7 separate regions of the Mus musculus genome follow, and regions 1, 2, 3, 5, 6 and 7 are each linked to region 4. Evidence: chromatin contacts called from public ChIA-PET, HiChIP or PLAC-seq and promoter capture Hi-C data. All regions are on one chromosome and are shown on one strand. Each heading gives the region's core, a stretch centred on a gene start, on an enhancer-like site or on the middle of the called end of the contact. The rest is flanking DNA. Distances are from core to core; before and after follow the strand shown.

Region 1 (3,122 bases), core at 90-2,589, 560 kb after region 4:
TAAGCAGAGCATTCTGGCCTCATATGCTCTTAGAAAGCAGGGGATTGGAGGTGATTGGTCACAAGGATCCAATCACATCAGGGAGGGCTATCTATGAGGCCTTAGTCATCGGTTTTGTAATAACTATTCTCAGTCACTTAAAAAAATGTTGTCTCCAGGATTAAAAGAGAAAAGATGCTTCGGGGAGACGATCAGGGCCTGCCCTGTGCATAAACAGATAGCAGAGAGATAGTACTAAATTGAATGTTACCCAACAGGTTTGGTGTGCGATTTGTTGGGCCTGGACTCCTAGGAAAAGATGATAAAATAACTCAAGACAAGGGAATGGGCCAGTGACCTAAAAGCACAGGCTTTTGAGTGGATAACCATAGCCAGAGTAATTTTAACTTGTTCACAGTAGTCGCTGGAGATTGCTAAGTGGTGACTCACAACAGGACCCTACTCTGTCAGCCTCTTTCTAAACTTTGAAAACTGAGACCCAGATAGAGCAAATGGGCTGTAAGACTCCCAGGCTTTGTTACCAGGTCACATAGCATCCCACAGCAGAAATCCACCTTCCTGCTCGTCTCTTCCCACCCGACCCGGCCACTCCCAGTTCTCCGCACACTCGAATGTCATTCAGTAGTACCCAAGTTCTGTGCAGAAGCCAAAAGTCCTCTGTGGATAAATGTGTGGAATCCAGTGTCTGGTGTGAAGTCACATATTTCTCTCTGGAAATCATGACTTTTCTTGGGTGCCCGGGATCCTCAGGGGCTTCCATGCTCATGAGGATTTTAATCCAAGCATTTCTGCTGAAAGGAGACCGGGAAGCAGGAGCCTAGGACTTTTCCATAAGGAATACTAGAAATCTTGCAAGCAACGACTGTGCTTTTAGCAACACTTAGCTGAACCTATCATACAGGCTGCCTCATGCCTGTAAGGCCAGCACCCAGGAGGCTGAAACAGGAGCATTGCTGTGAGCTTCAGGCTACAGAAACCACACCCTTACCATTTATACGAGATGGACATTAGTTTGTTCTTGCTTCTGTCTTTCCCCAAGGCCTAGTGTTTGGGAATTCTTTTAGGGTGATGCTTTCTGGGATTTGTTAACATCTCAGAGATCTGAAAAAGGACTCTTTGGAACAGTTTTCACCCCCAGCATCAGGGAGAGGAAGTAGGAGAGAGATCACCAAGTTGGCTGAGAGGCTGTTGACCACGTTGGAGTTCACTGGTGGTTTTTACAGCTCTACTCTGCTCTTAAGAGTCCCGTGTCTTGTAACCAGGAAGCAGGCTGATGCCCTGGGTTGAGTTCAGCAAGTTTGTTTTGACTTGTGGCCCACAAGGAGAGAGAAGTCCTCATTATGTAATGTTAAACTGGGCCGGGAATGTCAGCTGGGCCCTGCTTGCCAAAGCTTGAAGAGTTGGTTGGGAGCAGACTATGTTTAGTATGACTAATCCAGCTTGGCAGGGTAAAGGGGTGGGTGGGTGTCACTCTGAGAGGGAAGGATGACTTAGACTATTTCAAATATTAGCACTTTGTATGCTCTGTAGCTGTCCCCAAAGTAACTCAAGTAACCAACTAAGTTGAGGCCTCATTCATCAACTAGTGCAATACTGACTGTTGACTGGTGGAGTCAAGACACCAACAGATTCCTCTTGCAAGGAGGAGAGGCAGGCTTGGGTCCTGAGAAAGCTTCCCATAGCAGCCTGTGTTGGTCAAGAGTGGCTGGCAGGGTACTCAGTAATTAAAGCCAGTATACAAAGCCAACACTAGATTCTGTAATAAAAGTCGCAGTGAATCCCAATAAAAATGTAAAGGAAAGGAAAACATGGCCCACTTTCCTAATAAAGATTCCAGAGTGTAATTTAGAGCCCCCGCCTCTAGCCTTTTCCATCTTTATTTGGACGCTTTTACGCCTTTTGCCCCCCCCCCCCCCCCCCCGCAAAGTCCAGCTTGGTCCTTCCTATGTGACAAAAGGACCCCATTTTTATGTAGATGCCTTTAGTTGGAGACAAAAATAATCCAAAAGCATGTTTGCACAACCATCCTTAAACAGTGCGTTCCCTGACACCCCCCGCCCCCCAGTCACACAAAGGTTGCTCTTTGGTAGGGTAGATGCCCTGCCTGAGGTGAAGTGGGGAGTCGCTTTTGTCTTTTCCCTGATGAATGGATGTAAAATGTTCACTGAACCTGGAAGCACCTCCTTTTGTGCCTGGTGCCCCCCTAACACAGGCTGTTAAACTTGGGGCAATTGCTCATGGTGGGGGATTGAAAGGGGCCATTGTGGGAGGAGGGGCCCACACTGAGACCATTGTGGGTATAGAGATGTCATTGTTTCCCAAGCATTACGGAGTAGACTCTGGGGACCCCCGGGCATCAGTGTGCCCAGCCACTGTGCCGACTGCACAGCATTTGCAGGGTTGGATTGTCCCCTAAGCACCAGGCCTCAGAAAAGCCAGGCAAGGTCCTCTTAGGCTGGACACGCCACAGTGTGCCCCCTGCAGGATGCATGTGGTATTTCCTACAAACATCAGCTTACCAGGTCCTTTCCTGCTCCTACCTAGATTGTACCTTTTTTTTTTTCCTGTCTTGATCCCCAGACCTCATTTCTGCAGGGAGGTCACTTGTCCTCCAGGTCCCAGGGGAGAAAACATTTGTTAAAAATCCCTTCTTCCTCCTTAGGAGTCGAAAAACTCCCTGATTCCTGCTGGTGGCTTTACATTCGGCTCCCCTTTGGCCATATGGCCTTCAGAGGACTTCTGATCTTAATTACAGCATTCAGCCTTTGTTTATTTAAAAATCAAAAGGCAGATAGGCTATTGATGGTTTATCTGTATTAATTGCAGTACCATACCTGCCAACTGTCCCCTCGGTTAGTAAAGGACCTGCTATGATCCCTGCCAAAAGTTTACATGTGTGCACAGATCACTTAACACAGCGCGTTCAATAGAAGCTCCTAGCTTTAGAATTGCCACGCAGGCATTTTGCACTGCAGCCCTCTGCCAGGTTGTGTTGGCTGACAGGGATGCAGACACACGGTTAGGAAGAGCAGCTAGGAAGTGCTTGAGTTCAAACATGGAGTCTTCACTTACTGTGTTAGCTTAGAGTCTTGGGGCTATATTGTTGGCGACCTCAATTTTGC
Region 2 (2,984 bases), core at 181-2,680, 600 kb after region 4:
GGGGGCGGTGGTGGTGGTGGCGAGAGAATAATGACGATCCGCACGCGACTCAAAGCAGGACGGCTACACGGGGAAAATGCATCCCACGGCCTGTGCATAAAATCAAGGCCGGCAGATGACGTGCCGCTCACAGAAACGTGTCAACAGTGAGGCAAAGTGAGAGTGAGCATGAGAGAGGCCCCTGAGACAGCCAGAAACAAAAATTAGTTGTCCTTAACAAGTTTAGATTCATCATTATATTCTGGCTTCCAGCCATAAAAGCAGACAGGGGTGTATAATGAGCTGCTTAGAATTTTTTTGAGGGTGTTTTATGAGGCAGTTGTCTGCAGAAAGGGGGTTCGTGGGTGAAGGTGCATGCATCTTGTGTGAAGATGTACAGCTGTTGTGCCTTTTCCACGTGCATCAACGTGTGGAGGTCAAGGGACTCGAGAGCGTGCATTCTTTACCGTGGTACTCAGGTCTGCCTCCACCCCAAAATGAGCTCCAGTCTTGTTGCCTGCCTCCTGTTTGTATGTATACAGAGATCATACGTGCCCACATGGGTTTTTTTTTTTTGTCTTTCTCTCCTTCATGTGTTTGTACACACATTCTTATACTGCAGGAAAAGGAAATGTATGTATTTGAGACTTTGATCGTAAAAAGCTTCTCTCTACCCGCCCTTCATTCAAGGGCTTCCGGTGACTTCTGTTCTTAAGTGGCTTTTGCTCTGTGGGCTGGGAGCAGTGGGAGGAACGGATGTGACATCAGAGCTTAAGGGTTTACGTCCTTTTTTCAGTATTTGGGGGGCCAGGATGTTGGTTTTCTCTCCCCCTCCCCCTCGCACCCCCAACCTCTCTGATTCCTATTAAATCATGTCATTGTTTTCAAACTCCAGTTCTGCCTTAAGTCTGCAGAGGTGGCCAGAGGGTGGGATTTCTGAGTGTTCTCTGTGGATATATTTGTCTCTGTTAAGATACACTGAGCCTATTCATTCTTCAAGTTTTTTTTTGAAATACCTTTTCAAACGAACATTTTTATATTATTTGTTTCTCTGATCCACTTACAGAGGAACTTTGTAAATAAAAACAAGAACCCTTTGAAATCCTCACTGTGATGACATTTCACTGAAACCCCTCTCCTAGAACTCCCAGAACTCATTTCTCAAGAGCAGGATGCTGGTCTGCACTGGCCCCTGGGTGGTGGCTGTCCTCTTCTGGTTTTAGCCTTATTAGAAGGGCAGCCATTGCCTCAATCCAGCCTGGATTTGCCTCACCTGAGCAATCTGTCCTTCTCCTCCTTTGCCCTATTTTTGTACACACTGTGTGCTTCTTCAATTGAGGAGGTCTCTTCCTACCATACAAACCAAACATATCATGAGATGTGACAGCTGTTTGTCCTGTGTAGCTAGCTGATAGTCTCTTCTTGCAACAGTGGGTTTAAAGATCAGCTTTTGTGTCCTGGCAAAATTGTGTGTTGGGAAATGCCATTTCAAGGACTGAAGTGTGTAATGGGGAGCTTTCCCAGAAGTGCGTGCTGTTAGAGGCGCTGTTAACTCCTGATTGTTTTTCCTACGATTACAATTTTTATCATTTATAAGGCTTTTGAATGAGGCACAAATAACCTACTAGGCAACAGTAAGAATATTACTTACTGAGAAAGGGCGTGTAAGTCAGAATTCAGTGCTTCAGTGTGTGTGTGTGTGTGTGTCTCCATTTTTCTAAAAAATGAATGCACACATATTCAAACGCCCGTGACGTAAGATGAGAGTGGCACAGGACTCTCTAGAAGAATATTTCCCTCTCTGCTTCATTCACTCTCTCATACCATGCTCAAACGGTGGGCACAGTAACAAAAGAAAGAATAAAAATTGGATTGCTCTGCATCACCAGAATGAGGCCTAATGAGACATTCAGAACACCGTCAAAGACATGTATGTACATTTCAACCACATTAATATTTTATTTAGCTGTCAATATACAACAAAAGATATCACCTGTTCTTCTAGCGCTGATCAGGGCGCAGGGAATCACCGTCTTTAAGGTGCTGCAGGTTATGACTCAAAATCCAAATGGATGTGTGATTTCTGGCTGGCCGTCCAAGCCTACTTTTCCACCCAAGTACATCCGTTGAATTTGTCTTTTGCTAAAGATGTTAAAAATAGTAATGTCTCATGTCAGTAGCAATAATGAAGGGGAAGACTGGCTTTAATGACATTATGAGAATCATTATGTTTAATTTATCACTAATTAATGCTGACAGGTTTCATATGCCTTGGGTTGCTTTCATGTGAATGTTACTGCGCTTTTTTTTTTTTTAAAGTAGTGTGTACACATCCCTCCTCATTCATTCATTTTGATTCTGACAATTTACACAGCTTTCTGTCCTCTAGGTTCCCTCCCCATATGGTCCCTCCCCATCACACTCTGCACACGACCGGCATCCCTCACCCGGCCATCGTCACACCGACAGTCAAGCAGGAATCCTCCCAGAGTGACGTCGGCTCACTCCACAGCTCGTAAGTGTTACCACGTTGTTTCATCGTGATCTGTGGCCTGTGTGATGAGCTGCCACCATGGCCGCCGTTTGCTGGCTGGCTGGCCAGCCTCTCCTTGCTTTGCTCCTAGGGAGCATCTGGTCCATCCGGAGGAAATGCTCTCTAGCAGGTCTCTCTGATTGTCGCGCTGCTGCTTCAGAGATCTCTGTGGCGTGTGCTTGAGTGGACTGGGGATGGCAGTCACTCTCTGCTAACCCTGGGATGAAACACTGGGGGCTTGCTTGGTTCAGCAAGTGAGACAGAACCCTGAGAAGCTGGGTCCATCACCTTGAACTGGGAAAGTGACCGTTTGAGAAGCAGGAGGAAGTGATTTCAGAAAATCTCAGCAGCCCTGCCTCCCCTTCCAACTGTTGGTGCATGATCTTGGGGGCGGAGGGTGGAGGAGACTGAAAGTGAAAAAGAACTTTTTTTTTCCATTTTTTATTAGGTATTTAGCTCATTTACATTTCCA
Region 3 (3,158 bases), core at 305-2,804, 900 kb after region 4:
GTGAAGGGCTGTGGAGGAAAACACCCACTTCTCAGAATCTTTAAGGATCCTATCTGGGTTTCATGCCATTGTTTTTGTTCGTTTGTTTGCACTTAGGGCTGTAATGAAGCAGGGCTGCTTGGTGCCTGGAAGGTACTGTCTGGGCTCAAATGGGCCCTTCTGGGGAGCCACTGGGAGCTAGGGAGCTGGCAGCTCTCAAAGATACCTTCCTGGTGACATGGCCAGCAAATTTTTTCTGCAGCCAAACCAGAAATACCTCTGCCCCTGAGATATTTAGCAGCATGGTGATGGATCTTGAAAGAACAAATGACTGCAAAAGTTTACTCCATCAGGGTGTGTCTGTATGTGTCTCTCTGTGTATGTGTCTGTATGTGTGTCTCTGTGTGTGTCTGTATGTGTCTCTGTGTGTGTGTGTCCATGTGTGTCTGTATGTGTCTGTGTCAATATGTGTTTCTGTGTGTGTCTATATGTGTCTGTGTGTGTGTCTGTGTGTGTATCTGTGTGTGTCTCTGTGTGTGTCTTGTGTGTTTGTATGTGTCTGTATATCTATATGTATTTCTGTATGTCTGTGCATTTGTATGTGTCTGTGTGTCTGTATGTGTTTCTGTATGTCTCTGTGTGTGTCTATATGTATCTCTGTATGTCTGTGTGTCTGTATCTATATGTGTCTCTGTATGTCTGTGTGTCTCTGTATGTCTATGTGTCTGTGTGTGTGTCTCTGTGTGTGTCCCTGTGTGTTTGTATGTGTCTGTGTGTCTATATGTTTCTGTATGTCTGTGTTTTTGTATGTGTCTGTGTGTCTTTATGTGTTTCTGTATGTCTGTGCATGTGTCTATTATGTGTCTCTCTGTGTGTATGTGTGTCCATGTGTATCTGTGTGTGTCTGTATGTGTCTGTGTGTGTCTAAATGTGTTTCTGTATGACTCTGTGTTTGGCTATATGTGTCTCTGTGTGTATCTGTACGTGTGTCTGTGGGTGTCTGTGTGTGTATCTGTGTGTGTCTGTGTGTGTATGTGTCTCTGTGTGTGTGTCAGTGTGATTCTGTATGTGTCTCTGTGCATGTATCTATGTGTCTTTCTCTCTGTGTGTCCAACTTTACTAAGCAAGTGCAGACATGTGAAGAGGTGGGGATAAGGAAGGATTCTTCCCCACTGACCGCCATTACGTTAAGAACCAGGCCCACTACCTCCAGTTTCCTTCTTTCTAGATTGTGCTCCTGTAAGTGAGGTAGCCTCCATACGTTGGAGTAGGTTTTCTGTTGCTACTGTTGCTGCTGCTGTTTTGTTTCCTTATAATATACATACATAATTTTTTGAGGTATAGACGACCAGCTCCTAGGAAAGAAAAAGAAGAAAGAAAAACCCCCACCACCACTCCTGGTTGTCAGAGTCGGAATGCATATCAGTTATGCTGGGAGACAATGAAAACATCAAAAAGCGCATACAGACCATAAAAAATTCAAGTCCTCTGAAGCAATGTGGGACGGCTTGGTTGTGCTCCTCATTTGCATGCCAGTACCCACAATGCTCTGCAAGCTCCCAGATCTTTCCGAGCAGCCCTGGAGTCTGAGCTCTAGGGAACAAAGCGAGAGGATCCAGTGTGCTTGTGGGGAGGCACTTCTGTGTCTGCACTCGAGCAGTGGGGTTGGCGTGGGCTCGGGAACTTCTCTCCCTCTGTGGTGATTAGCAGGCAACCCTTGAGGGCTCAATCACAGGCTGGGGAGCCGAGCCTGGCTTTTTGTTTTGTTGCGTTGTTGTTTTGGCCTTTCTCTGATTGACATTCCCGACATGGCTGTGCTGTGGAGGTGCACAGAGAGCAGAGGAGACCAGCGCTCAGAAGGGCTACCTGGGTTGCTACAGCTGCTAGCCTGGAACTGGGGACTGTGTGCAAGGTGTTCTTTCTGTGGTGTGGCCACATGAGATTCGGTGCTTGGTGACCCTGTGGCCTGTTGCTTGTGGGATGCTCTTTCTCTCATCCTGGCGTCAGGGTTCAGCTTGCCTGCTCACACGGTCACTTTCCCCTTAGGATTTGGTTCTTCACAGAGCCCAGCAGAGCTATTGTCTACATCTAAGGGGATAAAGCCCAGAGGAGGCTTGGAGCTCAAACTCAGAGCTGCAGGTAGAGAGTCAAATCCAGCCCTTAAACAGACCCTAGCACCGGACCTCACCTACCGTGTGGCCAGCCCATACCACACTGACTAATGCTACCCTGAATGCCCCAGAGTGGCTGAGAACCGTTCGTTATTCATGCGGTTTTAGCCTTCTCAACCATTCTAGAGCATTACCAAACACATTAAAAATATATAATAATAATCTTTGCGTCTGCAACCTTGAAGATTCGGGTCTGGGTTTGTGCTTTGCTTTCCCAACCTCACTTTTCCCAATGCCGGCCGAGGAGTTCATAGGCCAGATTAATTTTGCAGTAAGAAAACAGGGTGAGGCGAGTAACTGACCATATCCGTGGGCTGGTAGTCTACCTCCTGGAACACGGAGCTTCAGAGGAAAGATGAAAAGATCTCCTTTCCCCACACTCAGGAGTTCTAACCTGGAAGCACCAGCCAGCCGGCCCATCTGTCTGCTTTGTAGAAAGTGTCCAATCCCTTTCCAATATCTTTACCATTTATTTTGGGGGCACTGGGCCTTGAACCCAGGCTCTTATACAAGCTGGCAATCACCACTGAGCCTTATCACACCCCCCACCATCATTTAAAAGCCTTTATAGATTTATTTTTAAAACAAGGTATCCTTAAGTTGCTCAGGCTTTCAACTTGCAGTCCCCCTGCCTCAGTAACTCAAATACTTAGAATTTAAGAACCACCAGCTACAGACCAGCATGAAGCTACTATGTGTTTTCACTGGAATCATCAGTCGGGGTTGCAGGGACAGAGCTACTTCCCGCTGGGTCTGCAGTAGAGGCTCCATCAGTCCCAGAGGCATGGCTCTCAGGTTACCCTGGAGCAAGCGTGCCCCTGCCTAACTAGCATTTGCAGGGCATGTGCACTACTGGCTGGACTCACAGACTGAAACCCTAAATGGTTCTATTTGTTACCTGGAACTCCACACCAGGATGGCCCGGTCCTTAGATATGACAGCTCATCTAGAGGGGACAGAGAAGGGGCAGGTCTTTGTTCCAGTGTCTCCAGCCTTCCTAGCTTGTCC
Region 4 (3,245 bases), core at 87-2,586:
GTATGTCATTTTCAGTTGTGGCCTCCAGAACTCTGTATCTCACAGGAGAATATAGGTTGATTTGAAACACAGCCTAAAGAAAACAAGATGGGAAAACTCCGTTTAGAAAGTCCATATGCCATTTATTTAATATTTAACTCCAAGGAGCACTTGACTCAGCACCTCGAAAGCACACTAGTGTGGAGTTCACCTCTTATCGAGAACAAAAATAATTACTTTGGACCTATCCAGAATACAGTCCGAGCTTGAAGTGCACGAAAACCGGACATATTAAACAGTTTTCCTCTTCTGTTCAAAGTGCCAGAAAGGATCGACTACTCCTAGCTTAGTGGATCGTTAGAGAGAACAAAGACTTAGGGAGCTGAGAAGCAGGGTCTTATCTAATTATCACGTATCTAATTCTTCCTAGAACAGAAACTGGCTTAGAGAGACTGTGATTATATCGACCGACCAAGGTCACAAGTAACAGCTAAGTCCAGAATAGAAGCACCAAACTTCTTTTTTAGGACGTTCTAAACTGCCTCCCAACGAGTTGTGAATTAACTGTGACATGCTCTACGCATATAATACTTTGTGTATTAATAACTGGGCACTTGTTCTCCCAAGCGCCAACATTAGCAATCGATCGGGGTTAAAGGTACAGGAAGAAGGGTGAGATTAAAACGAGAAGGCCGCATGTGTGTGCGCGAAAAATCACAACTGAAGCAGTGCACGAGAACGAGCACAGAGTGGATTTAAGCGGGCGGGGGGGGGGGGATAATTCCCTCCGGGGCCGAGGGAGAAGGGAAGAAGGCACGCACGGGGAATAGTTGTAGACCTGAGTTCTGAATGGAGTGAAATGAGCCGGGAAAAGACCTATGACACATGGGTATGACGTATGCGTAACGGATTCCCACGGAGCAGATGCGCCAGCCCGGTCGGTGCCTGCCTCAGTTTCCCGCCCATGTAGTGGTGCGGGATGCTCTGGGATCTTCACTCACAGGACAAACGTCTTATTAAGCGAGGTCTGGGCTCGATATTTTGGAGATGCTGGGTCGACTAGGTCGAGGCGAAGACCGCCTCGTAAGCGGGTTGCACCCCCTGCGGTGACTCCCACCTCAGTCTGGTCTCCGGTGCCCGCTCCACAGCCATCGCATTTCCGGGACGGCCCGGGCTCAGCGGAACAGATTTTCTCCTCCTTATAGCTCTGTCATGAGCGCTTCAGTCTGAGCAAGCCGAATGCGAACCCTGACGGCGAGACCTGCGCGGGGAACTCGGACCCGCGCGTCTCTGGTTCACGCGGCCGCCGTGAGCCTCCCGCTCGGGTCCTCGGCGCAAGCTCCGCCACAGCCACTTCCGGTCGGTGCGCGGCGTCAATCTTCCCTCGGAAAGCCCGCGCCTGCAACTTAGAGTTTGGGGGCGCTCCAGCCGTTTCTCTGGAGCTGCAGTGTGGGGGACGTGTATTCTGTGATACCCGAGAGCATGTGGGCTTTCGTAGTCTTTTTTTTTTTTTAGGGGTCACCGAAAGTGAACTTTTTCTTTAGTTTTACGTTCGAAGATTTGGGTGGAAAGGAAAAGGCGCAGGCAGCGCAGTTTCCGGAGGACAAGGACTGCGTAGAGCAACCAGGAAGCGGCAGGGCTGGGAGTTGTTCCCGGTTCCCGCTGTGCTGTGGAGACTTCTTCACAGGGTCCCTGCGCCGAGGCCGGGCGCCCTTGGCGAGTCCCGCTCTGAGCGCTAGAACCCGGCTCCGGCCGGCCGTGCCCGAGCTGCCATGTCTTCCGACTTCGAAGGGTACGAGCAGGACTTCGCAGTGCTCACTGCTGAGATCACCAGCAAGATTGCAAGGGTCCCTCGGCTCCCTCCCGGTGAGTACCCTGCCCGGCCGGGCGGGGGCGGCCTGGAGAGCCGGGGGCCGCGGAACGCCGCCTGGGCACGCGGGGCTCGCTGGCGCGAGGCTGCTGTGGGTGGTGCTGGCGGCCCGGGGAGGGGTGCGTTCTGGGTAGTAGGTTGTGATTGGCATTAAATGTGCTTCAAATGCAAAGCACCTTCTGCGTGGAAACCATTTTGGGGGGGTGGCGCCTGTTTCCTACCCCACCGCTTTTTAAAAGCTTGTATAGCCTTGGAAACATTGCTCTGCATCTTGATTTCTTCTTTTTTCCTTTTCTTTTTTTTTTTCTATCTTTTTTTATCTTTTGTAAAATATGAGTATTCAAAGGAACTGTGTGAAAGTATCAAGATTGTGGATCTGTAAATGCAGCAGCAGCGTTGTCGTTTTAGTCAATAATTCTGTTATCCTTATTCGTGGCACACTAGAATGACGAGCTAGGATGCCTGAATTCAAGTCTAACCCTTGCCACTTAGAAGTTGTCTCCTAGGCAAGTTTTCGTTATCCTTCAAAACTTCCTTCTTGGTTCGAGAGACTCGTACCTCTCTCAGGGCGGTTGTGAAGATTAACTGATACGCAGCTGTGAAGCCCTGTGTCTTAGCTCTTGTTAGGATTCCTATTTTTCAGACCTCTGCCCTGATTCTGTGATTCTCATCTTTCTTGGGTATCTATAACCCAGTTTTATATGAAACTTCGTACAGGACAACTTTGCTCACTTTTACAATTCAGCATCCTCCAGGTATTACCCTGCATGCTAGGTTGTCAACAGTGGGAAGGTGGGAGCCTTGTCTGATTTTCTTGACATTTCTTTTCTAAGGGCTCAGATTTTTTTTTTTTTTTTTTGTGAATAAGCAAGGGATTGTTATATAATACTTTGTGACTTATAAGATAGTGTTTTAGGATTTTTTCTTTAAGTACAGATTTAATTTGAGTAGTTAGTAACAGACAAATTGTGAGTTTTATTTATTTATTGGCTCAGTTTCGTTAGGGAAATTGAATGATCACTGGGCTGCTGAACTTGCCTCTACTCCAGCTCTGGAGCATACTGTGTAGAAGAGATGATTCTCATTGGTCTGCAGAATTGTGGGTATCTTCACTTTCTTACCTGGTCAGCCCCAGGCCAAGATGACAGCAGTAACTTCTCTTGAGTCTAAGTTGTTCCTCACCCCCTGTCCAGAATTTCCCCCAATCTTTATGTTTATAAATAATTTTTCCCTTATCACCCCTCCCTGTTTTCTGTTACTAGGGATATTTGCTTGAAGCCAGGACCCCTGAGCCTCCATCCCACTTACCTCCTGAAGTCTCAGTTAGCTCGGAAGGAGGTGAATGATGTCTTAAAGAGGCTTATGAGTTCAAGGAAGGGAGCAAGGGGAGAGAACC
Region 5 (2,839 bases), core at 200-2,699, 750 kb after region 4:
ACTGCAACCTGCAAATGTAGCCAATCAGCAACTGCAACCTGCAAATGTGAAACCTGGAAGGAGAAGGATCTATGCTCTAAGACCCAGGTGAGCCAGAGACCCAGGGAGAGCAGAGCCAACCAAACAACCAGAAAGTGGGTTCAGGGGGCTCACTCCCCCCCTCCCCCAGTAGGTACCAAAGGGAGGCAAGAGAAAATGATAGAGTCAGACGAACGTAGAAATAAGCCCAGATCAATGCAGGCATTCTTCTATATTATAGGATACAGGGAGGGAAGGGAAACTGGCTTGATATCGGATAGCTACGGATTTCCCCCAAAACACAGGAAATGCACATTCCCCAACAGACCGCAGCCAGCGAGTGCAGCACTACCCACAAGGGCTTCACAAGGTACACAGGCAGACTCACTGGAAGTCCTAGCCCCATCAGGACAGTAGAACTTTAGAATATTTTGTTCTTATTTATACATACGTGTTTATGTCCATGTGAATGTGAAACACATGTGTGCACGTGCCTGAAAAAAAAGGCAAAGGAAGCCATCAGATGCCCCGGAGCTGGACTGAGCTGCAGGCAGACGTGAGCTGTCCTAAGTTGCAGGTTCTGGGAACCAAACTCTGGAAGCGCAGGAAGTGCTCTCATCCTGTGAGCCATCTCTGCAGCCCCAGTGCTCCAGAACTCTTATGAAAAGATCCAAAGTGCTACTACTTGAAAATAAGTGAAGAGCTTCGAATACTGCTGGGTATCTCCGCATCTTGTCTCCCCTCACCCCACCCCCCATCTTATTTTATCAACTACAAGTAAAAAACACACACACACTTTTTTTTTTTTGAGTTGGACTCCCGGCGTGCTCGAGGACACTTCGCAGCATGTCAAGCAGATATTGACTTCTGAGCCCATACTAGCACGGCTCGATCGATGTAACACCGCTTCTGGCCCCTGGCTCTTCCCTCGTAGAGCTGGCTCTTAGCCACGGGGCTGCAGAGGGCATCTAGACAGATCGTTCCTCCACTACACAACAATGTCAGTGGCATCATGTATGGGGGAAAGCTGTGCTGAGGAGTAGGAAGCAGCCCTGTGAGGGTTGGGGGGTGGGGTGGCAGGGGCACAGCACATCCTTCCGCATTTGCAAACAGCTCTCTCTTCCTCCTCTGGACTACTATTTTTTTTTTTTGCCCCAGATGTACTTTGGATGGCATGCCCATGCTGTCTCTGCTGAATTTCAAGTCAAAAGAAACAGCAGGGAGCAAGAGCCCCAATAATTTGCCTCTGTAGAGTTGATGGTGTGTAGGTGGACACGTGTAAGGTGTGTGTGTGTGTGTGTGTGTGTGTGTGTGTGTGTGTGTGCTCGCGTGCATTTATACATTCGTCTGCTGCTGGCTTATTCTAACCTAGCAAGGCCAACAGCACAGTAAGGCAGAACAAAGGCTCCGAGCCAGGCTGTCAACGGCAAGCTTGACCTCTTATTCCTCTGATGATTCTGGACAAGTGGCTTCTTATGCCTGACTTCCTCTTCTAAGAGACAGGAATTCCTATTGTCCGGGAAACGCTGTCCCTTCAGAATGAATGTGAGTGAGTTCCAGCTGAAAGTACCCATGACATGTATTTGAACTAAAGTCACCAGTGAAATTGGGCCGGGTGGTGGTGGCGCATGCCTTTAATCCCAGCACTTGGGAGGCAGAGACAGGTGGATTTCTGAGTTCGAGGCCAGCCTGGTCTACAAAGTGAGTTCCAGGACAGCCAAGACTATACAGAGAAACCCTGTCTCGAAAAACCAAAAAAAAAAAAAAAAAAAAAAAAAAGAAATTGGGGGGGGGGGGACACACAGGGCTAGTGAGATGGCTCAGCAGGTAAAAGCACTCCCTGCCACGTTCAAGCTGAGCTGACCTGAGTTCAATCCTTGGGACCTGCATGATAGAAGGAGAGGACCAACTTTAACTCCTGTGCACTGCTCTCTGACCCACACATAGACGCATGCTGTGGCATAGGATGGGCCCCAAATTGTGTGTTTGTGTGTGTGTGTGTGTGTGTGTGTGTGTGTGTGTGTGTGTGTGTGTGAGAGAGAGAGAGAGAGAGAGAGAGAGAGAGAGAGAGAGAGAGACAGACTAGGGCAAACATTAATTAGTGTTATCAAGTGTGAACTATGGTGAGAATAAGTAGAAGGGAGAATAATGGAATTTTAAAAATCAGAATATAAATGCAATGGTATTTGTGATTTAAAAAGCTGCAAACTTGGTTCTGCACTCCCGGAAGTCAAATCAAAACGAGAAACTCTCAGGTCACGTGTGGTGTGCGTGTTACTGTTACGGCATAGGTGATCCAGCTAACTTCATTTCCTGAAGAGTCAGTATGGAGGGATTTATCAATCCCTCCTCCTATAGCCACGGGTATACAGGCAGCACAGAGCAGACTCGAGAGGTTTTTGAAAAGGAGGAGAGGGAGAGGAGGGTGGGTTTGATCTCTAGCTGTAACATCTTTTTGAAATTTTGAAATACGAAAGCTCCCTTTTGTCATTCATGAGTGTGGGGCGAGTGTGAGCAGACCATGATGAGCTAATCACGCATTTGCCTTCTGATTATAGACGCGATGGGATGCACACTCTCGCCTTCCTCCTGCGGTGCCTCCCTGCCACGGTGGGTTGTACCTGCAAGCCGTGATCCAAACTAAATCCTTCCTTCCTTGGGTTGTATCATCAAGTAGTTTACCACAGCTCTGAGAAAAAGAAACAGCTGACACAATGAAACTAACACAATGAGCTGCTCTGCTTCTCTTCGTCCTCCCAGCCTTGGGTTTGCTTTCCGTAGGCGACTGTAGGTCCCCTCAAGTCAGTCCTGCGTTTGGTCT
Region 6 (2,901 bases), core at 165-2,664, 620 kb after region 4:
GTCAACTGCCCTGTGCTCTTAGAACATGGACTGACCGTGTGCAAAACTTTTATGTGCCAAAATTCTCAGTGACTTTAGCTTTCTCCCTCCTTTTTGATGCTGTACTTTCTGTTCGCCATGTTTTGCTGTGATGTTACATAGATAGATTTGTATGTAGTTTTAATGTCACCTATAACAAAATGTGTTTGGTAGCAGACTGTCCAGAAAGCATTTTAAATGAAGAGGTCTAAACCCTTAAGGGCCAAAAAAAATCCTGTATATTAGATTACTCTTAAATGAAAAAGAAAAAAAGAAAAAAAAAAACCCCAGCTGCCGCTTTTATGTATGCATATTACATACAAGTAGGTAGTGACCTTTAAAAACAAGAAAACCTAGGCATGCCGATGTTGTAAAATGCTGTATAAAGCTGAGACCTGTTCCTTCAGTGCCATCGTAGTTGACATGAAGCGATTGTAAAACTGTCTCCGGTTTTCTCTGGTTTATTAAAATGCTAACTATAACATTTTCTTTTCTTTTTTTTTTTTTGTGAATACTTTGAATGTCTCCCTAACAGTTGTGGTGTTGCTGTTCTGTTCGATGCTTATTCCAAGTTCATTTTTTTGAATGGTTTTGAAGCCATTTTGTAATGAATTAAATGTCCATGCTGTACAGTACCTGTAGCATGCCTGCCGTTCTGGATTAATAAAAGCAACTTAGTATGTGCAGAAAGGCTGGCCGCTTGCTTCTGTGACTTGGGGGTGGGAGTGTCTTACCGGACACTGGACTTTCTCTGGAGGGGTGCATTCCCTTCCAGGTTAGGGCTTGAGGTGGTGTGGGTAGCATGTAGTGGTGGGTGTTTCATTGTGGTGAAGTGTCCTGTGTACAAAGGGACCCTAGGGTGTCTTCTTTATACCCCACTGTGTCACAATAACTGAACAGACACTGCTTGCCTGGCCATTTCTCACTCATACAGCCTGTTGTGCAGTGTGAGACAGAATTTGATTTTAAAAACTGATTTAGTTCACCCTGAGTGGATTTAAAGAACTGAGTGGGTACCACTTAAGGATGGTGAGTGTGAGTATGCCCTGACTGTTCTCTAGACATTCCCTGTGGGAAGAAGGCAGGGATGTATCTAGCAATCACTGAGCGAGCAGCTTTTCAGAAAACTGGCATCCCACTCACTGAGCTGTGTGCATGGAGGGGAGGGGACTCACAGCTGTGCATGGAGGGGAGAGGATTCACAGAGCTCTGCATTAGAAGGGTCCTGCTGTTCTGGAGACCTATGCTACAGGTTATCTACTGGAATAACTTCAAGTTTATCCCTATCACTGAGGAGGGTCGCAGTGAAGATCTTCCTGTGGTCATTGGGTGTCTCTTCTCAATGTCCATTGGATGGAATTTTTATTGTCCACATGTCTAGGACAGCTGCGCCTTCTGAGGGTAGACATTTTACGCATCCCAGAACCCTTTGTGTGACTGTCACTTAAGATTACTATGATGTTGGGTCAAGAACTTTCCAGAGCTCTGCCTCGCTTGGGCTAGCTGTGGGTCTGTGTACTTTCTGTATTTTGTTTTGTTGTGCTTTGTACGTTGTAAGAGTATTTCTGATCAGCCTTCCCTACTGTATTCTGTACACAGGCCCCAGACTGACCTTTGAGAATAGAAATAAGAGCACTGTGCTTCTGGTGGCTGTGTGCCAAGCTGTCCCCGTGCATTTTCTCATTAATCCTACCACCACTGAAAGAAGTCACCCCTGCTGGCATTAGCTTTATTTATAACAATGGATTGAGAAATACAATGTAATCTTGTCCAAGGCCATAGTTGGTAGAAGGGGGAATTGGAGGGACTTCAGTGGAGACCTGGCTTCGAGCCATGTTCTCAACATCAAGTTAAGCCTTCCCATGTTAGAGATGGCTCTTCTCTGGTGGATAGGATAGGACAGGCCTTACTTGCCTCTGCCTCTGCCTCAGCCTACGTCAACCTTGATCACCTGCTCGCTCTCAGGAAATCCAGCTCTCAAGAGTTCCCCCAAAGCATTGCTGTTCTTGCTGGGAGCTCCTCCTCAAACCTCTGGTCTCCCTCCAGAGAGCACTCTCCCGTGGCCAGAACCTGTGATGCTTTTCCTCTGTGCTCTTGGAGCCCCCCAGTCCCCTCCCTGTAGCTCCCTAACCACTTCCACAGGGTGCACTGTCTCCTCTGGAGGCTCAGGGCACAGCATTGACTATGCTTGGCTGAGTCAATTCCGGAGTGGTGCATTCTTACTTGCAAGGACCTTCCAGAAGTTTCCAGGCTCCTACCCTACAGATGCACGTACCCTGTCCTCTACCTCCTGACAACCAAAACTATTCTAGACATCCCTAAATATCCTGGGAGCCAAAATCACTCCACCTGGAAACCATTTTTTTTTTTTTTTGGCAAGTTATCCCTTGTTCAACGCTGTGTACAAGGGTCGGTCCTGGGCACCAACTAGGTACCCATGTGTCTTTGTTAAAAGGAAGAAAGAGGCACTGTCCAGCTTGACTGGTGTTTGTGTGGGAAGCAAGATAGGGACTGTGTAGTGCGTCTTTCTCTGTGTGTAGTCCTACAATGTCAAGGGTGTTGGTGGTGACCTTAGCCCTTTGTCAAGCTGGACTATAGTGTAGAGTGCCCCTTGCAGACATCAGGAAAAAGGGCAGTGCCTTTCCTTTCATTAGACACCCTGAGGTAGATCTTTTGTTAAATTCAAAGTTGGGGTCATCTATACCTGCTTTTTTATTAGGGGATCTTCCCAGGTCTTTTGGGCAGGGCTGTCAGAAGAAACACTCCTGTTCACTCTCTCAGTGGCACTCTAAGAGTAACTAATATCCACTCTTTGGAAGGCCACATCCCTGGCTGGTATGCTTTTTGCAGCATAAAATGAGTTTTTTTTAAGCAACCCCCTTG
Region 7 (2,962 bases), core at 271-2,770, 710 kb after region 4:
TCTGACTGGCATCCTGTTGGGTTTCTTCACACATGTGCTTTTATTTAGTCTTTTCAAGAACCTTGACCATGGCTGAGAATAGGTGTTTCTGATATCCACCCATTGCACAGATGGGCAACTCATACAAATCCCATTTATCCCACTTTGTTGTTCATATCCAAATGTGGCTCATGCTGCCTTCATTGCTCTTAAGGTCCCTTTTCTAGAGAGAACCTCAGGTATTTCCCTACAGACTTGAAGGAAGCTAAAAACCCAAACTTCAGAGTTTAAGAGAGATTCTGTGAGTCTCTCAGCTCCAGCCCATAACCATAGTATATGACAATGGTATATGACATAGTATATGACAATGGTATATGACATAGTATATGACAATGGTCTGTTTCTACTCTTCTGGAGCAACAGAGGAACAGGTCAAGGGTCACACCATTTTAATTCTTCCTGGAAGTCATTGGCAGAAGTGTGCAGAGGAGAAAATCCTCCTTCATGCAAGAGGCAAGGCAGATAAATATGTCTATGCAGGAATGCGTTGCTATTTTGACCCACTGGCCATCGATCTACACTTCCTCATCTTGATTTGGTGTATTCAGCTGCACAGCGGGGCTATCCTGTAACTCAGATGGGTCAGATGTCAAAGGATGTGCCAGGTCCCAGTGGATCTTGTCTGCGTCTTGAGAAGGTGCACCCAGCAGAAGCATGAGGTGGGTATTGTTGCCTGGACCTCCTGCCTGCTCTTCCTGTGTCTGAGTCTGGAAGACTTGGGAAGCACACATGGGATTTCATTCCCAAAGGTTCTCCATGGAGGCCACCCCCTCAAAGTGGACATGCCACGTGCACAACAGATTAAGTAAGAGCAGCCTCTCAGCCATCCCCATTCATATGGCTGCTGAAGATAAAATGAGCGGTGGATGTGAAAGGGCTTTGGGAATGACCGCATGTGATGGTTGCCAAGTTAGTGAGCTACAGTAACCGCTACGCTAGCAGTGCATTCTGCGGCTGGGGAAGGGGCCACTTGCAAATGAAAGTCCTGTGTTCCCCTTTCTTTGGTTCATATCTGCAATTTTGCTGTCTTGCTCAGGAGCGTCGAACCATTTTGAACAGGCATTGTCATTATTTCTCAAATCTCTGGCCTCTGGATAGTTTGCAATGTTGGCTCAAGTTCATGTATAGACAGGAGGTATTTGGTGAGCCTCAGAGGGCAGAATGCTTCTCCCTAAGATGGGGCTGGGACACAGGAAGAGAACCCAGAGACAAAGAGAAGAAGGTGCCAAGTGTCATGGCTGGTCCATGGAGACCAGCCAGAGATGAATTAAGCATGACATCCTATGGAAAACCAAACAAACAAAAAACCCCACACCAAACACAAGGGCCTGGCTTTCATTTAACAGTCAATCAAAAGGCGCAGAAAGCTCAGGCTTCTTTCTGATGAGGAAACCAGATATGCGAGGCAGTCAGGCCTGCGGTGAGTCAAGGGGAGGAGGCAGCATAATGACTCGGCTTGTCCGTGACCATTTGGCTTGTAGCAATCATCACAGGCCTGGACTGCTTCAAGGAAGGAGCCAGGGATGAGCAGGGAGCCAGCAGCAGGGCCTCATGTTCTGTGTGATGTAAACACCATACATCTGGGCACCTCATGTTCTTATACCTTAGGATGAGGAAGAAACCAGCACTGATGACAGATGAGGCAGGCTTGAGAGGAGGGAGCTGGAAGCAGCAGCAGAAGATGATGAAAACGTTTAGATAATGTGGTGTGGGCTCCAGAAAAGGAGAGCAAGGCTGCCTGGGCTGGAGACTTCCACAGCTTTCAGATCTGAGTTGGCAGTGCGGAATGAGGACTACAGTTGGTCACCAGTGGCAGCAATAACCGCAGAAGCTGTGGAGAGTGAAGGGAGCATTTTGCTGCCCAATGCTGTCCTTGGACCGAGGCAAAGTGTGGCTGTGATTACCACTACTGTCTGCTGAGTGTTGTCTATTGGGCTCTCCAGTCTAGATCATTCCCAAGGGCTGCCTCTGCCTTGTCTCTCCATTAGTGAATGGATTTGTAAATGACCCAAATACGGTCAACGAAGTCATGGTAGATCCATGCTGGGCAAAGGATAGACAGTCCTCCCGGTAGAAGAGCTAAGCGTTGAGGCTGAGATGTTAGATTTTACTCCAGCTGGGTTTCATACTCAGTAAAGAAGGTCTGTAGGGTTGAACCTTCCAGTTGGTACCAGTTTAATTTCTCTATGTCCTATTATTCAAGTATGTGGGGTCTTCAGCAATAGGCTCTTCCCACCAAGGGAAGGGTATCCAAGAGCAATGGCAACAGCGTGTTGTGTTTGCAGGGGAATCTAAAGGACTCCACTGACTGACATCAGGAAAGTAGCTGACCCACGCCCAACGCTTGGCCTTTTATTTCAGCATTGCCCCCTATTACACGATAACACCATTTAAGCTCCCTGCATATCTAAGAAGTTTCTAGCTTTTGAGGAACCTCTACACTGATTTCCACAGTGACTAGAGCAGTTTAAGTCAACAGTGAAACAAAACCTGCCAGACCCAGCAGCACTGTTGCATATTGGAGCTCATAGCTGTCAGGACTGAGCCAGATCAAGCTAGCCAGAATGGCAGCATTGGCCAGGAAGGTCCTGCTTAGGTTTGTGATAACTTGACAGAAACTAGAGTCATCTGGGAAAATGCCTGCATCAGATTGGCCTGTATGATATTTTCTTGATTGACAATTGATGTGGTAGGTCCCAGCCCACTGTGGGTGGTGCCATCCCCTGGGAAGAAAGTCTTTGGTCATATAAGGGAGCCGACTGGAAAAGCCATGGTGAGTGTGAGCCAGTAAGCAGCGTTGCTCCATGGTCTCTGCTTCATTTTCTTCCTCCAGGTTCCTGCCTTGAGTTCCTGCTCTGACTTCCCTCAGTGGTGGACTGTGACCCAAGAGTTGCATGGAAACATACACTCTTTCTTCCCAAGT

The links. Promoter capture Hi-C pulls out the DNA fragments that hold promoters and counts their contacts. HiChIP or PLAC-seq counts read pairs in DNA pulled down with a chosen protein or histone mark. ChIA-PET counts read pairs in DNA pulled down with a chosen protein or histone mark.
Region 1: a CTCF HiChIP or PLAC-seq map of the NIH/3T3 cell line shows a contact between it and region 4, with 7 read pairs. The contact joins the enhancer-like site here to the promoter of Zdhhc6 in region 4. A contact is called at or near these places in 10 of 39 promoter capture datasets (the 3T3-L1 cell line, the C10 cell line, cranial neural crest and 5 more), 1 of 15 datasets of contacts at CTCF or cohesin (the NIH/3T3 cell line), 2 of 484 Hi-C or Micro-C datasets (bone marrow-derived macrophages and muscle stem cells), 13 of 115 datasets of contacts at active chromatin or transcription factors (the 230-238 cell line, the NIH/3T3 cell line, acute myeloid leukemia and 10 more) and 3 of 9 other capture datasets (adipose tissue, liver and pancreatic islet).
Region 2: a contact with region 4 is called in an RNA polymerase II ChIA-PET map of memory CD8 T cells, with 9 read pairs. The contact joins the enhancer-like site here to the promoter of Zdhhc6 in region 4. A contact is called at or near these places in 3 of 39 promoter capture datasets (embryonic stem cells, pre-B cells and stem cell-derived epiblast-like cells), 1 of 484 Hi-C or Micro-C datasets (bone marrow-derived macrophages), 11 of 115 datasets of contacts at active chromatin or transcription factors (bone marrow-derived macrophages, differentiating embryonic stem cells, embryonic basal ganglia and 7 more) and 4 of 9 other capture datasets (adipose tissue, embryonic stem cells, liver and 1 more).
Region 3: a contact with region 4 is called in an H3K4me3 HiChIP or PLAC-seq map of embryonic basal ganglia, with 8 times the contacts expected there. The contact joins the enhancer-like site here to the promoter of Zdhhc6 in region 4. A contact is called at or near these places in 11 of 39 promoter capture datasets (the 3T3-L1 cell line, the C10 cell line, the SN4741 cell line and 8 more), 3 of 15 datasets of contacts at CTCF or cohesin (the NIH/3T3 cell line, embryonic stem cells and large pre-B cells), 1 of 484 Hi-C or Micro-C datasets (bone marrow-derived macrophages), 21 of 115 datasets of contacts at active chromatin or transcription factors (the 230-238 cell line, the NIH/3T3 cell line, T-cell acute lymphoblastic leukemia and 15 more) and 3 of 9 other capture datasets (embryonic stem cells, liver and macrophages).
Region 5: an H3K4me3 HiChIP or PLAC-seq map of bone marrow-derived macrophages shows a contact between it and region 4, with 4 times the contacts expected there. The contact joins the enhancer-like site here to the promoter of Zdhhc6 in region 4. A contact is called at or near these places in 2 of 39 promoter capture datasets (the 3T3-L1 cell line and embryonic stem cells), 1 of 484 Hi-C or Micro-C datasets (bone marrow-derived macrophages), 8 of 115 datasets of contacts at active chromatin or transcription factors (acute myeloid leukemia, bone marrow-derived macrophages, embryonic basal ganglia and 5 more) and 3 of 9 other capture datasets (adipose tissue, embryonic stem cells and liver).
Region 6: a contact with region 4 is called in an H3K4me3 HiChIP or PLAC-seq map of stem cell-derived neural progenitor cells, with 19 read pairs. The contact joins the enhancer-like site here to the promoter of Zdhhc6 in region 4. A contact is called at or near these places in 2 of 39 promoter capture datasets (embryonic stem cells and liver), 9 of 115 datasets of contacts at active chromatin or transcription factors (differentiating embryonic stem cells, embryonic basal ganglia, embryonic forebrain and 5 more) and 2 of 9 other capture datasets (adipose tissue and pancreatic islet).
Region 7: a promoter capture Hi-C map of the SN4741 cell line shows a contact between it and region 4, with 2.8 times the contacts expected there. The contact joins the enhancer-like site here to the promoter of Zdhhc6 in region 4. A contact is called at or near these places in 4 of 39 promoter capture datasets (the 3T3-L1 cell line, the SN4741 cell line, embryonic stem cells and 1 more), 1 of 15 datasets of contacts at CTCF or cohesin (the NIH/3T3 cell line) and 5 of 115 datasets of contacts at active chromatin or transcription factors (embryonic forebrain, embryonic stem cells, large pre-B cells and 2 more).

Annotation. Positions count from the first base shown.
Region 1 is chr19:55,875,367-55,878,488 of GRCm38.p6, forward strand. The region is part of intron 5 of Tcf7l2 (transcription factor 7 like 2, T cell specific, HMG box); the gene reads left to right. Among named protein-coding and RNA genes, the nearest start is that of Gm52391, 61 kb to the right of the region's middle. Within about 2 kb of position 1,340, at least 104 of the 459 cell types and tissues checked have an H3K27ac peak or open chromatin away from gene starts, as enhancers often do. A contact at or near this core is called in the NIH/3T3 cell line, adipose tissue, embryonic limb bud and 2 more, where this site is marked.
Region 2 is chr19:55,914,986-55,917,969 of GRCm38.p6, forward strand. Tcf7l2 (transcription factor 7 like 2, T cell specific, HMG box) reads left to right here. Exons shown (of 15, transcript NM_001331146.1): 9 at 2,369-2,494. Among named protein-coding and RNA genes, the nearest start is that of Gm52391, 22 kb to the right of the region's middle. Within about 2 kb of position 1,431, at least 45 of the 459 cell types and tissues checked have an H3K27ac peak or open chromatin away from gene starts, as enhancers often do. A contact at or near this core is called in liver and memory CD8 T cells, where this site is marked.
Region 3 is chr19:56,219,362-56,222,519 of GRCm38.p6, forward strand. No RefSeq gene overlaps it. Among named protein-coding and RNA genes, the nearest start is that of Gm32028, 43 kb to the left of the region's middle. Within about 2 kb of position 1,555, at least 24 of the 459 cell types and tissues checked have an H3K27ac peak or open chromatin away from gene starts, as enhancers often do. A contact at or near this core is called in embryonic basal ganglia, where this site is marked.
Region 4 is chr19:55,314,700-55,317,944 of GRCm38.p6, forward strand. Zdhhc6 (zinc finger, DHHC domain containing 6) reads right to left here and starts at 1,337. Exons shown (of 11, transcript NM_025883.4): 1 at 1,097-1,337; 2 at 1-73. It overlaps Vti1a (vesicle transport through interaction with t-SNAREs 1A), which reads left to right and starts at 1,358. Exons shown (of 8, transcript NM_016862.4): 1 at 1,358-1,845. The coding sequence starts at 1,752.
Region 5 is chr19:56,068,017-56,070,855 of GRCm38.p6, forward strand. No RefSeq gene overlaps it. Among named protein-coding and RNA genes, the nearest start is that of Gm4470, 8.5 kb to the right of the region's middle. Within about 2 kb of position 1,450, at least 42 of the 459 cell types and tissues checked have an H3K27ac peak or open chromatin away from gene starts, as enhancers often do. A contact at or near this core is called in bone marrow-derived macrophages, where this site is marked.
Region 6 is chr19:55,932,952-55,935,852 of GRCm38.p6, forward strand. Tcf7l2 (transcription factor 7 like 2, T cell specific, HMG box) reads left to right here. Exons shown (of 15, transcript NM_001331146.1): 15 at 1-704. Among named protein-coding and RNA genes, the nearest start is that of Gm52391, 3.7 kb to the right of the region's middle. Within about 2 kb of position 1,415, at least 8 of the 459 cell types and tissues checked have an H3K27ac peak or open chromatin away from gene starts, as enhancers often do. A contact at or near this core is called in stem cell-derived neural progenitor cells, where this site is marked.
Region 7 is chr19:56,021,006-56,023,967 of GRCm38.p6, forward strand. No RefSeq gene overlaps it. Among named protein-coding and RNA genes, the nearest start is that of Gm4470, 55 kb to the right of the region's middle. Within about 2 kb of position 1,521, at least 61 of the 459 cell types and tissues checked have an H3K27ac peak or open chromatin away from gene starts, as enhancers often do. A contact at or near this core is called in the NIH/3T3 cell line and the SN4741 cell line, where this site is marked.